Linked DNA regions of Mus musculus: region 2 is linked to region 1. The links are chromatin contacts, called in public capture Hi-C maps. All regions are on one chromosome and are shown on one strand. Each heading gives the region's core, a stretch centred on a gene start, on an enhancer-like site or on the middle of the called end of the contact. The rest is flanking DNA. Distances are from core to core; before and after follow the strand shown.

What was found. Capture Hi-C pulls out chosen DNA fragments and counts their contacts.
Region 2: a contact with region 1 is called in a capture Hi-C map of embryonic stem cells, with 8 times the contacts expected there. The contact joins two enhancer-like sites. A contact is called at or near these places in 1 of 484 Hi-C or Micro-C datasets (the HPC-7 cell line), 1 of 115 datasets of contacts at active chromatin or transcription factors (embryonic stem cells) and 1 of 9 other capture datasets (embryonic stem cells).

The regions. Positions count from the first base shown.
Region 1 is chr17:63,532,314-63,538,293 of GRCm38.p6, forward strand. No RefSeq gene overlaps it. Among named protein-coding and RNA genes, the nearest start is that of Fbxl17, 35 kb to the left of the region's middle. Within about 2 kb of position 2,403, at least 8 of the 459 cell types and tissues checked have an H3K27ac peak or open chromatin away from gene starts, as enhancers often do. A contact at or near this core is called in embryonic stem cells, where this site is marked.
Region 2 is chr17:64,226,659-64,232,250 of GRCm38.p6, forward strand. No RefSeq gene overlaps it. Among named protein-coding and RNA genes, the nearest start is that of Gm34858, 40 kb to the right of the region's middle. Within about 2 kb of position 3,578, at least 12 of the 459 cell types and tissues checked have an H3K27ac peak or open chromatin away from gene starts, as enhancers often do. A contact at or near this core is called in embryonic stem cells, where this site is marked.

The DNA of each region.
Region 1 (5,980 bases), core at 1,153-3,652:
GCCTGCTCACAAAGGCTCAAGTGCCTCTCATGTTCAGTTACAGCGTTCAGTTTCCAGCAAGAGCTGATCACTCAGGGACAGAAATAAGGAAACACCAAAACAATTGGCTTAAAACCAGATCTCTAGCCAGCAACTTGGCATTTGCGTTTGTTGAAGTAGTTGGAACAGTTCTCATCAAGTTTTGCCCAGGCTGGCCTTTGAACACACTCTTAGCCCAAGCATGCCTTGGGTTTGTAATCCTCTTGTCTTGTCTTCCTGAGCAGCTGGGATCACAGGCCTGCACCTCAAATATTTTATTTAACATTAAATTTGAATGGGCACTTTGGCTTCTAGGCAAGGGCAACAGTGAACTGAGGGGGAAACAAGGCCAAGGACGTTTAGAGCTCTTACCAAAGAAAACATGTGTACTTTGGGGTCCTTTTCTTAAACTGGTAACCAAGCTCTGTGCAGTTCTTGTCAGGAAGCCTGGTTCCCAGTCCTAATGCTTGTCCACATTAAGGGAAAATAACAGGATATGTCCCAAAATGCAAAAATAAAATTACTTAAAGTTTTGGCCAAACAGGAGAAAAAAATGACAATCTGTCTCTACCCTGTCAATGGCCACTGATACAACTTAGGTAAAGTAGGGCCCAGGAGATTTGACCATATCGGCTGTGTGTTCAAGTTACCGGAGCTGGGAATGGGCTTTTTCATCCTGCTGCATTATTTCCTGTGGTCACCTTAATTCCTGGGCCCTATCATAGAATTTCACGTGTCCCACTGTGCCCCTTAACATGCACGTTAACAGAATGAAAGGAGGGTTTTCTTGGGTCGTTGCTATTGGAATTTGGCAGGGGGCGGGGTTCATTGACTCCAGAGAAAAATTGCATTTGAACACGTTCTGAGCCTGGGTTCCCTCCAAGACTCTGACTTTATTTACTGTCCCTACTCTATTCTCACACTCCACCCCCACCCCCAGGGTCCTTTTCCTCATTTGGATGCTAATAATACCAGTAATTGTCTCAAATCAGCTCTTCTACATCTCTGTGGTAGGGAAATGATTCATTAACAACTCAGTGAGTGGGGTCTTAACAAGTAAATCCTTCCTGTTATACAAAGGAAAAGTCTGTTTAATCCCCAGTTCCCTGAGAGATCTCCTCCAGACCAGTCCTACAGATGCACGTAGTAATGGTAATGCTGATTACTAAGAATCAGCCCTTCAAACTTCTCCTTGTTTTTTTCATTTGACCCGTTTCTCCAGGCTAACTTTTAATTTAAGACAAATTTCTATTAGTTCCTGCCTTCCCTTACACAATTTCACAGGATCTGTTTAGGACAAGCTGTACCAACTTATTTCCTGTGTTTACATTTTCTTCTTTGAAAAACTCCAGCAAATTAAAAATGACTTCATTTTTCAAAGAATTATGGATATAACTGTTCTTCTATTTGACAGTATTATCACTGACAAACACTATTGGCTTAGTTGCATAGGAAAGCAAAAATTAATTTAAATCACCTTTGTTCTGGTCCATTTCACTGTCTGTGTAAATAGGCTTGCTACAGAGCAGGGCCTTGTAAGTAAGTGGTTTGGGCCAGGTGTCCCAGCTACTTGGGAGGTTGAGGCAAAAGTATCACAAGCTAAGACCTTGCTGTGCTACAGAGTGATTCCAAGGTCAACCGACTTAGAAAAACTCATTCTTAAAATATAAAAAGTTGCCCAGAGCTATAAGATCAGTGGTACAGTATTTCCTGTAGTTAGGAGGGGAAAAGGTCAAGCGAGAAGCTAGATATAGGGAAAATTAGGTAGCATGGTAAACTGGTATTACTTGAGTTCAACCAAAATATGTTTTAATTACTCTCAACACACACACACACACACACACACACACACACACACACACACACACACACACTCACACGTATGTGCATTATCACATTTTGTTTAACATTGACACCCAAAGTATCAGGGTCCCATCTTGGGGTCTCATTAGTAAAAGAACTTAACAGACTGAAAAAGAGAGGAGAGGGGAGGGCAGGAGAGGAGAGGAGAGGGGAGAATAAAGAAAGGAAAGAAAAGGGAAGGACAGGACATGACTGCCCCTAGGTATGGTGGAGGAGAAAGTTTATTGCAGATAAGAGGGAGAGCATAGCCAGAGGCAGACACACCTGGAAGAGTCCAGGTGTGACTATGACTCTGAGCCTTGTGAGCAGAGGAAGGGAGGGAAGAGAGATGGGAATCCAGTGCAGCAGCAGGAAGCCAAAGGTACAAATAGAACCGATAACCAAAATGTCTGGATTGTATAGGGAAGAGTCTCTGGGGAAAGTGTAGCCCTGTAGAGTTCCGGGTTAGGGCGCCAGGACGCCAGCCATAACCTGTAAGAAGGTAGGGACTGAGGGATGCTGGGAGAACCTGGGAGCCAGGTCCACTTTGATATGCTAAACAGATACCTAAGCCTTTGTCCTGTGTTTGAATGAACATCTAGAAGGTTAGCCATACGATGCAAAAGCAGTTGCGTGGCACGAACTGAAAGATAAGGAAGCCTAAAGTACCAGAGAAAGCACATTTAGCCTCTGGGCATCATCGGAAAGAAAAAGACAGAAGAGGAGCAAAGAGACACTACATCCTTCTCCCATCTGAGCGTTCAGGATCAAACAGGATCAGGCATGATCAGGGTGTTATGGCATAGATGCGTGAAATCTTTTTTAATGGTGAGCAGACCCAACAAAGCCTCATGGGAACTCACGTGGACTGCACCAGGGGGTGGGACTTACTGGACCAGTATCTCCTAAAAGAGCCTCCTCCTAGCGCTTTAGGATCACGTGATAGTTTGAATGCGAGTGGCTCCTTATGCTCACCTATTTGCAGGAACTGATTCGGAAGGATTAGGATGTGTCGCCTTGTTAGAGAAGGTGTGTCACTGGCGACAGGCTTTGAGGCTTCAAAAGACTCTTGCCCACCCCAGCGTGTCTCTTTCGCTTTATTTCTTACTTTTGGATGTAGCTATAACTTTTCACCTGTTTCCGCCACCATGTTCTTGCGTCATGGACTCTAACCCTCTGAAGCTGTGACCCTGAGTCCCACTGATCTTCAAAAGCTGTGGCTTTAATTTGTCTCTCACTGTGGCTGTAACCGATTACGTCCCCATTTTAGCTAACCACGCTTGGTTTCCTAAACTAATTTTGATTTTTTTTTTTCACAGTTCCCAACTGGGTAACTCAGTTCCCCATGCCCCTTAAATCTCTTCATTAACCGAGAAAGTAGTATGTACATGCAGAGGTTTTGTTCATGAAGCCTGTAGTGTTTTGGGTCTAAATCACTGTCTGATACATTTACTCATTAATCCATTTCAGAAGATACTTTGTTTATTTATTCAAAATATTCCACTCTGAATCGAATGCTTCTAACATATAGTGTATACTAAACTCTCAAAACGTCTTCTCAGTAGGTTTACACTCTAGAAATCAGAACATTATATTGGGAGATGGGTTGCAGAAGTAAAACTTGGCCAGAATAAAAGGTGCAATGAGTGAGCACATTACTCATACGTCGATATTGGAGGTAGCCAAATAAGACATGGAAACGGGAAGAGTTGCTACTTTCAGAGTCTGTTAATGTTTGTTATTCTTTGTTACTATTTCAGTGAAACCTCTGCACACAACGCCTACATAGGATCAAAGAAGACCACTGAGCCATCATGCCTCCATGTTTCATGTGCTAGTTCATCCCTAACGATGCCTACCTTCCTTACTGGGAAATACTGGCAACCTCTTACTCCAGCCAGCCACGCTGTCCCCTGTCTGTTCTGAAACTCCCATTTTTAGGGCCTGTGTTCTTATTTGCAGAACCCCACCCGTACTGGGCTCCACTTCATCCTTGCAGCTCAGTGTGCAGCAGCATCCGGACACCCTGAGAGGGAGGAAGCAGAGAATGCAGAACCACAGCTGGACCCCAGAACACATGCCACAGCCATTACTTTTTAATTATTTCCATTCGATAATATAATTACATTATTTTCCCTGTCCCTTTTCTCTCTTGAAAGCCTCTTATATGCCCCTCCTCATTCTATCAAATTCATGTCCTCTTTTTAAATGAAAAGTTATTACATGCATATATGTATGTGTGTAAATATAACCTGTTCAGTCCATAATGTTATTTGGAGTTTTTTGTTGTTGTTGTTGTTTTTTAATTTATTTTATATATGTGAGTACACTGTAGCTGTACAGAGGTTGTGAGCCTTCATGTGGTTGTTGGGGACTGAATTTTAGGACCTCTGCTCACTCTAGTCAGCCCCATTCGCACCGGCCCAAAGATTTATTTATTATTATACATAAGTACATTGTAGCTGACTTCAGATGCACCAGAAGAGGGTGTCAGATCTCATTACAGGTGGTTATGAGACACCATGTGGTTACTGGGATTTGAACCCAGGACCTTTGGAAGAGCAGTCAGTGCTCTTACCCACTGAGCCATCTCACCAGCCCCCATAATGTTATTTGTATCTATATTTTAGGGTTGATTGTTTGGTATTGGATAACCAGTTGGTGTGCTCTTCCCCCCAAAAGACTATTTCTTCTGCTCTCAGCTTTTCTCAGCTACCTGTAGTTGTCTGTGTAGGACTGATGCCTCCTTGGATTTCCTGGGTCCACATCAGCATGTCTATTGTTGTTCCTGTTCAGCTCTTCTTGGGGCCTGGGTATTGCTAAGATTTTATAAATGTAGCTTCAGACATTCTTAGGAGATGCATTCTCACAGAAAACTCCTTGATCCTCAGGCTCTTATAGTCTTCTGCAATCAGCCCTGAGCTTTAGGTACAGGAGCTGGGTTATAGACGTATCCTTTGGACCAGACTCCACAAATCTGCATTTTCATTGATTGAGATGTCCTGAAATGTTCTCTGTCTATTGCAAAGTTCCCCTCTTAAGAAAAGAGAACTGCACTTATTGAGGATATAAGGAAATATTTTAAATGTAGTTAGTAATTGTCTTAGTTAGGGTTTTACTGCTGTGAACAGACACCATGACCAAGGCAAGTCTTATAAAAACAACATTAATTGGGGCTGGCTTACAGGTTCAGAGGTTTAGTCCCTTATCATCAAGATGGGAGCATGGCAGTATCCAGGCAGGTGTGGCGCAGGCAGAGTTCTACATCTTCATCCAAAGGCTGCTGGTGGAAGAGTCACTTACAGGCAACTAGAGTGAGGATCTTAAGCCCACACCCACAGTGACACACCTACTCCAACCAGGTCACACCTATTCCAACAAGGCCATACCTCTAAATGGTGGTGACACTCCCTGGTCCAAGAATATACAAACCATCACAGTAATTATGCTGGTTTAGTCAAATGGCAGTTGTAGTGTCTATTCTAAACTACATGACTTCAGCAGTCCTGGGTAGTTGGCTAGGTTTCCAGCACCAGGAATGATTTTCTTCTTGTTGAGTTGCTCTTAGATCCAATTACTTGTTGGTTACAAAAGCCACTACTGTATCCCTTCAGTTGGTTATGTCGTGCTGGCTGCTGTTACATAGGCATCATAACTGGGCAGGACTGTTGTTTGTTTCCTTCCTTTGGAAATTTGCTTGGTACCCTCTGGTATCCTTTTTAAAAAAAAAAATATGGTAATTTTTAAAAAAATTTTTTATGTATGTGAGTACCTGTTTATCTCTTTAGACACAACAAAAGAGGGCATCGGATCCCATTACAGATGGTTGTGAGCCACCATGTGGTTGCTGGGAATTGAACCCAGGAGCTCTGGAAGAGCAGTCAGTGCTCTTCATTTCTGAGACGTCTCTACAACTCTGATATGTATATGTATATGTATATGTATATGTATATGTATATGTATATGTATATGTATATGTATATACACACATACCTTTAACTAAGCCCAGTAGGAATATACTATGTTTTATTCCCTATATGGATTTATGTAGGCGCCCTAATCAAACCTCCCTGGCTTCTCTGTTCAGAGAGTACACAGTCTGGTGTCCCCTTGCTCATTG
Region 2 (5,592 bases), core at 2,328-4,827, 700 kb after region 1:
AGCCCATTTCACGGGTGGTAAAATGGCTCCTGTCAAGAACAGGATAGACAATTAGAGAGAAGAGTGAATTCTTGTACACTCAAGAATGTGAGCTCCTATGGCCGCTATAGAAAATAGCATGGACCCTCTTCAACAGTATTAAAAACGTACTTTATAAACAAGCAATCCCACTACTAAATATGTATATGTAATGGAAACAAAATCAATACATGCTCCAAGCAGCTGTGGTTATTCAGAATGTATCGCACACAACAGCTTTGAAGCTAGCATCTGCACATGAGAGAAACCATACTCGCCTTTCTGTGTTTGGGTTTACCTTGCTCAGGATGATGGTTTTTTTTTTTTTTTCTGAGATCCATCTATTTTCCTGGAAATTTTGCAATTTCCATTGTTTTTAATAGCAGAGTAAGATTTCATTGTGTGCAATATATGGGAGTTAACACAGAGGCTCACAACAACAGGGCAGTGTGCAAGAGTGAGAGATTTTGGAGTGCTTAGTCCTAAAGTGGGGTGGCTTCATCAAACCCCTTTCCCCAAGGTTCAGAGAGCTATGCAGAAGAGGAAGAGAAAAGATTGTGAGAGTCACAGGAAATGGATAACTTTAAGGAAACCCACTTCCAGGCACAATAGAAATCAGGAATAGTGTCAGCAGGCACTAGACTTGCACAGGTTCAGATCAGGGGAGGTCCCAGCACAAAGAGGGGGAAATAGACTTGGGGTCCCACCCCTAACTAAGAAGCTGTTTGTAATTGATACCCCCTGGCAAAGGGAAAATCAGTTTTCTCCAATAGAGTGTCAACCACCCTTAAAGGCAGGCCCCAGGCTTGAGAGTACTTGGCCAACCTAAGACCAGCCCCATGCTTGGTTTGTGGACTTTTTTCATATTGTTTGGTTTTGGCTTTTTAAGTGTCTTATTGGTCTTTTGCTTATTAGTTTATTTGTAGTTTTGTAGGGAGGGAGGGAGAGAGAGAGAGAGAGAGCACATAAAGTTGGGTAGATAGGGAAATTCTGCTAGGAGTTAAGAGAAGGAACATGAGCAAAATTAAATTTTAAAAATTAATTTGGCTACTTTTAGACTTTTAAATTGCAAGATACTTCTGTAAGAGGTAGGAGATAGAAGATAGATGACAGATGATAGATAGATAGATAGATAGATAGATAGATAGATAGAATAGATTAGATAGAAGATAGATGACAAATGATAGATTGACATAGATGATAGATAGATGATAGACAATAGATAGATGATAAACAAAATAGATGAGAGAGATGATAGTAACATTATGTTTTCAATGAAGATGGTGCTAGGATTACACACTACATGTTTTATTAAAACAAGTTAATTAAGTACTGCCGTTACCACCTCACCCCAAAGAGACACCCACATTCTCTGTTACCTGGTAGCTTTCTTCATGTGGCTAAGCTGTAAACTCTACGTGACTGTGAATACACACATGACAGTATACTATGGGGGCTCTAACAAACAAAAGGAGCTCTCATCGGTAGTAACAGGGACGAACCTGGAGAACATTATGTCAAGTAAAATAAACTAGGCTTACAAAGGAAAAAGCTACATGATGTCATTTACATAAGGAGTCCAAACCAGATCATCTGGGTGGGCCTTAAGTGCCTGGCAAAGGTTCAAAGAGACAGACTAGACAGAAAACAAGAAGCCCCCGGGTGGACAACAGCCATAGGTATGAAATGTGCTTGACCAAATAGGACAACTGGATAAGCTATCTCCAGGTAACAGGTCTTCTTAATATCTGTCTCCCGCTGGTTTTCTGTCCTGAGTCAACTCTGAAAGACATAATGCTAGGCTAATCATGCCCATGTAACAGATGGCGTGACGAAGTACGAACAATATGTTCAATATGGCATACAACTAGATGGTCAAGTCAGAACTTAAAAGCTAAACACCCTCATTGTTAATCTCTACTCTTATCTACAGCTTCCCTTTTTTGGGGGGCACAGAACCATCCTCTTGCTTATAACAAGCAATTTTCCCCACAGCAAGAATGTGTTAGTATATCTGTCAGCAACTGCAAACATGGGCCACATGATGAACAAACACCTGAGGCAAGGTGGGGTGAACAGGAATTGGGAGCAGGAGAGAAAATTAACCCTGACTCCCTCTACCTTCTTGGAGAAGCCCAGCATCTCCATGATACTGGGGAGATGTGTCAACTTCAAATCTAGTTCATGGATCTTATTATCACAAGCTATGGAACTTGTAGTGTATGAGTAAAGAATGTGCTGAAATTTTGAATGACTGGAAGGTGCGTATTAAGAAAATCTGACCAGGAAATCCATGGGATGCTGTTTGTCCTCCACTGAAGAAATTAACCCTGGTCAATAAATATAAACAGAAAGTAGAAATAAAGCAAGCAAAAACAAGGCTGGTCCTTAGTAAAGTCCAGCAGAGTCAGGAGGCAAGCCTGCTCCATCTAGCTTCCATTACTTGTAAGTATTAGCATTCTGTCTAAGCTCCGCCCTGGCAACAGCCAGGTAGGCCTGACCTACTATAAATGGAGTTGATTGCCCCTTTCTTTCTCTCTTGCCTTCTCTTGCTCTTGCTTTCCCTTCCCCCCCTTTCTCCCCATTCTCTTCCCCCCTCTCTCCACCACATGCTCATGACTGGCCACTATCCCTCCTTTCTCTCCCCCCCCCCCCTTCTCCTCTCTGCCTCTACTACCCTCTTGACTCCCCTCCCCATGCCCTGAATAAACTCTATTCTATATTATACCATCATATGACTGGTCCCTCAGGGGGAAGGGATGCCTCAGCATGGATACGCTGAGGCACCCCCTTCCCCTACCTGACTACACCTTCATAGAACATACCCTCCCCCTCTTTTTAATCTTTTTATAAACACATCAGTAAGGATTCCATAAAATCAGCATCCTTGATGTCCTACTAGCTGGAGATATCTTCATTCTTCTGAACGTGCAACACTGTTTTGTTTGGAGAACTCTCTCCAGGTTCTGTGCTTAGAGCTGTAGATGCTATAAACATAAAATATGCCCCCCCCCACTTCTCCCCTCCCCCCAACCCCAGAGACTACTCATTAAGAGAGAACAATGGCTGCCAGAAAGAAGAGGGAAAAATGCAAATGACCTCGTGCTTCAGGAAACTGCTCATCCCCACCCCCACCCCCTGTCACTGACGCAATCTCAGCTCTAAATTTCAGAAGTTATTTTTGTAACCATAAAACGTAAGCAGAATATAAAAGAAAAATGAGGCTACCCAAAGCTGTGGACTCAGACATGAATATCTGGAAAGATTTTGTGAATGAATCTCATCTCTTTCACAGTTTCCTTTCTTTGTCCCCTCTCTTCTGCCTTTCATTATTAAAATTTGTTGTTGTTGTTTTTAACTTTCAGCTTGAAAGCCCTCATAAACACATAAAATTCCCACCATAATCTTATTTTCCGAAGTGATAATCCCGTTCACGGTGCTATGAAATAGAAACCGTAACATTTCTTCCTGTCTCTGTCGTTCTGGCTGCTGTGATAACACACCCTTCTCAGGATGGGCTCAGGAACCATCTTGGAAAGGGAGGCAGGCAGACTGTAAAATCCAGAGGCTGGGAACTGGACTGCTGGACTCATGAACTTTGCATGTGAATGCCCATGACCTGTATGGTGTATCCTGGCGAAGAAAAAGCTTCATGATCCCCACATACACTTCGGACTGAGGAAGAGTCTGCCTCAATAGACTGCCGTGGGTGGCTAGAGGAGCAAGAGTCCCGTTCCTGCAAAGGGGTGGAGCCTGCTGGGTTGGCTGTGCTCCGGTGGAGTGGCTCAATATCCAGGAATATATAGGTGACACATTAGACTTACTAGGTTATAAAAAATAATAATAAATTTTAAAAGATATTATAAAGTTGATGGGGAGAGTAGATCTTAGGAGTTAGTGGGAAGTGTGAGAGCGAATATGACCCAATGCATTAAATAAAATCTCAGTTCATAAGAAGAGGTCCCCTACAAGAGCAGTTGAAGAGACTGGCTCATGGCTGAAAGGCACAGTTGATGGCGAGTTACTGCAGCAGGAGCTCGAAGCAACTGGTCAAATGATAGCCGCAGTCAGGAAGCAGAGACGCAATGAACACACGTGGTCGGTCACCCAGACCCCTTTCTCTGTTTATACAGCCAGGAATGGGTCCACGCAGTGGGCGGGGCTTCCTTTCTCAATCACACAGCAGTCAAGACGCCCGGAGGCCCTGTCTCCCGGGTGGTTCTGGAGTCTGACAACTTGGCAATTAACACTTACCATCACATCATCTTCCCTCACTGTCTCTCTGTTGCTTTGATTAGCTGTTACACTTCACATGAACAGAATCATAATTTTTGCCTATACCTGACCCGCTTATTTCACTTAGCATAATGCTCAAGGTTCATCCACATTATAGCACATCCTAGAGCTTCATTTATCTTTAGGATCTATATCGTGTGGATTTAAGATGTTTTGTCTAATGTACTTTAGATTTTTTTTTCTACTTCTAGTCTATTTTGAATAGTTTTACAACGAACCAGAGGTGCAAATGTTTCTCTGTGACCAATCAATTCTTTCCAATACACACCCAAAACCGAAATTGCTAGACTATACGGCAGCTAATTTTCTTTTTAACGTTTATTTTTATTTTACACGTATGCATATTTTGAGCTTGCCTACTACGTGAATGCAGTGCTTAAGGCAGCCAGAAGAGGGCGCTGGATCCCCTGGGCCTGGAGTTAGAGAGTTGTGAGCCAGTTTAGGTAATTGAACCTGGAAGTGTATCCCCCTGGTCTTAACCTCTGAGTCATCTTTCTAGCCCCACTAATTTTCTTTTTGAGAAAATTGTCATGGTGCCTTCCATAGTGGATGTCCCGTTTACATTCTCTTCTATGTAGAGAGCCCTTGCTGCAATTATATGTCTGGTCTACTTAAGTAAGGAGTTCTACAGCAAGACCACATCACTTGTGTCTTTCCTTGCTAGGAGTTGACCTGGACTAGCAGGTCATTCTTCTATGACAGGGTCTAGAGGGGGGGTGAGGGGGAAGAGGGAGAGGGAACCAGGAGATGAGAAGATAAAGAGGGATAAAGACAGAAGGTAAGACCGTCTGGGGTTGGGAGGTCTTGCACAAGCTACGTCTTATATTGGGCAAGCTTACTGAGCACAGCACCCATGTACTGTTTCCATGGGAGAGACCGGACAGAGTCAGGAGAAGCTATCACACAGTGGGACCAAGTCGGCAGGAAGTTAAGCAGTGTTGCACAAAGGGGACACAGGCAGCTCAAGAACATTACAGAATCAACACACAGGGGTCTTGAGACTGATAACCAGACTGATAACCACAGCTCTACACTGTGGCAAGAGATGGGTCCTGAGGATCTGAAGCAGTGGCTCCCAGCTCCCTCAGGGCCCAGGCTATGACTGGCTTTGATAAGCATGTGCCTGGATTTGGAGAAAGGGCCATGTTCCTTCCTTCGCCATACATCAGGGCACTAGAGAAAGCCTGAGTCAGTCAGTCCATCCCTCGACAAGGGATATATGTATTTGTGGTGTGCTTGGGATTGAACTAAAAGCCTGATGCTTGTTAGACAAGTATT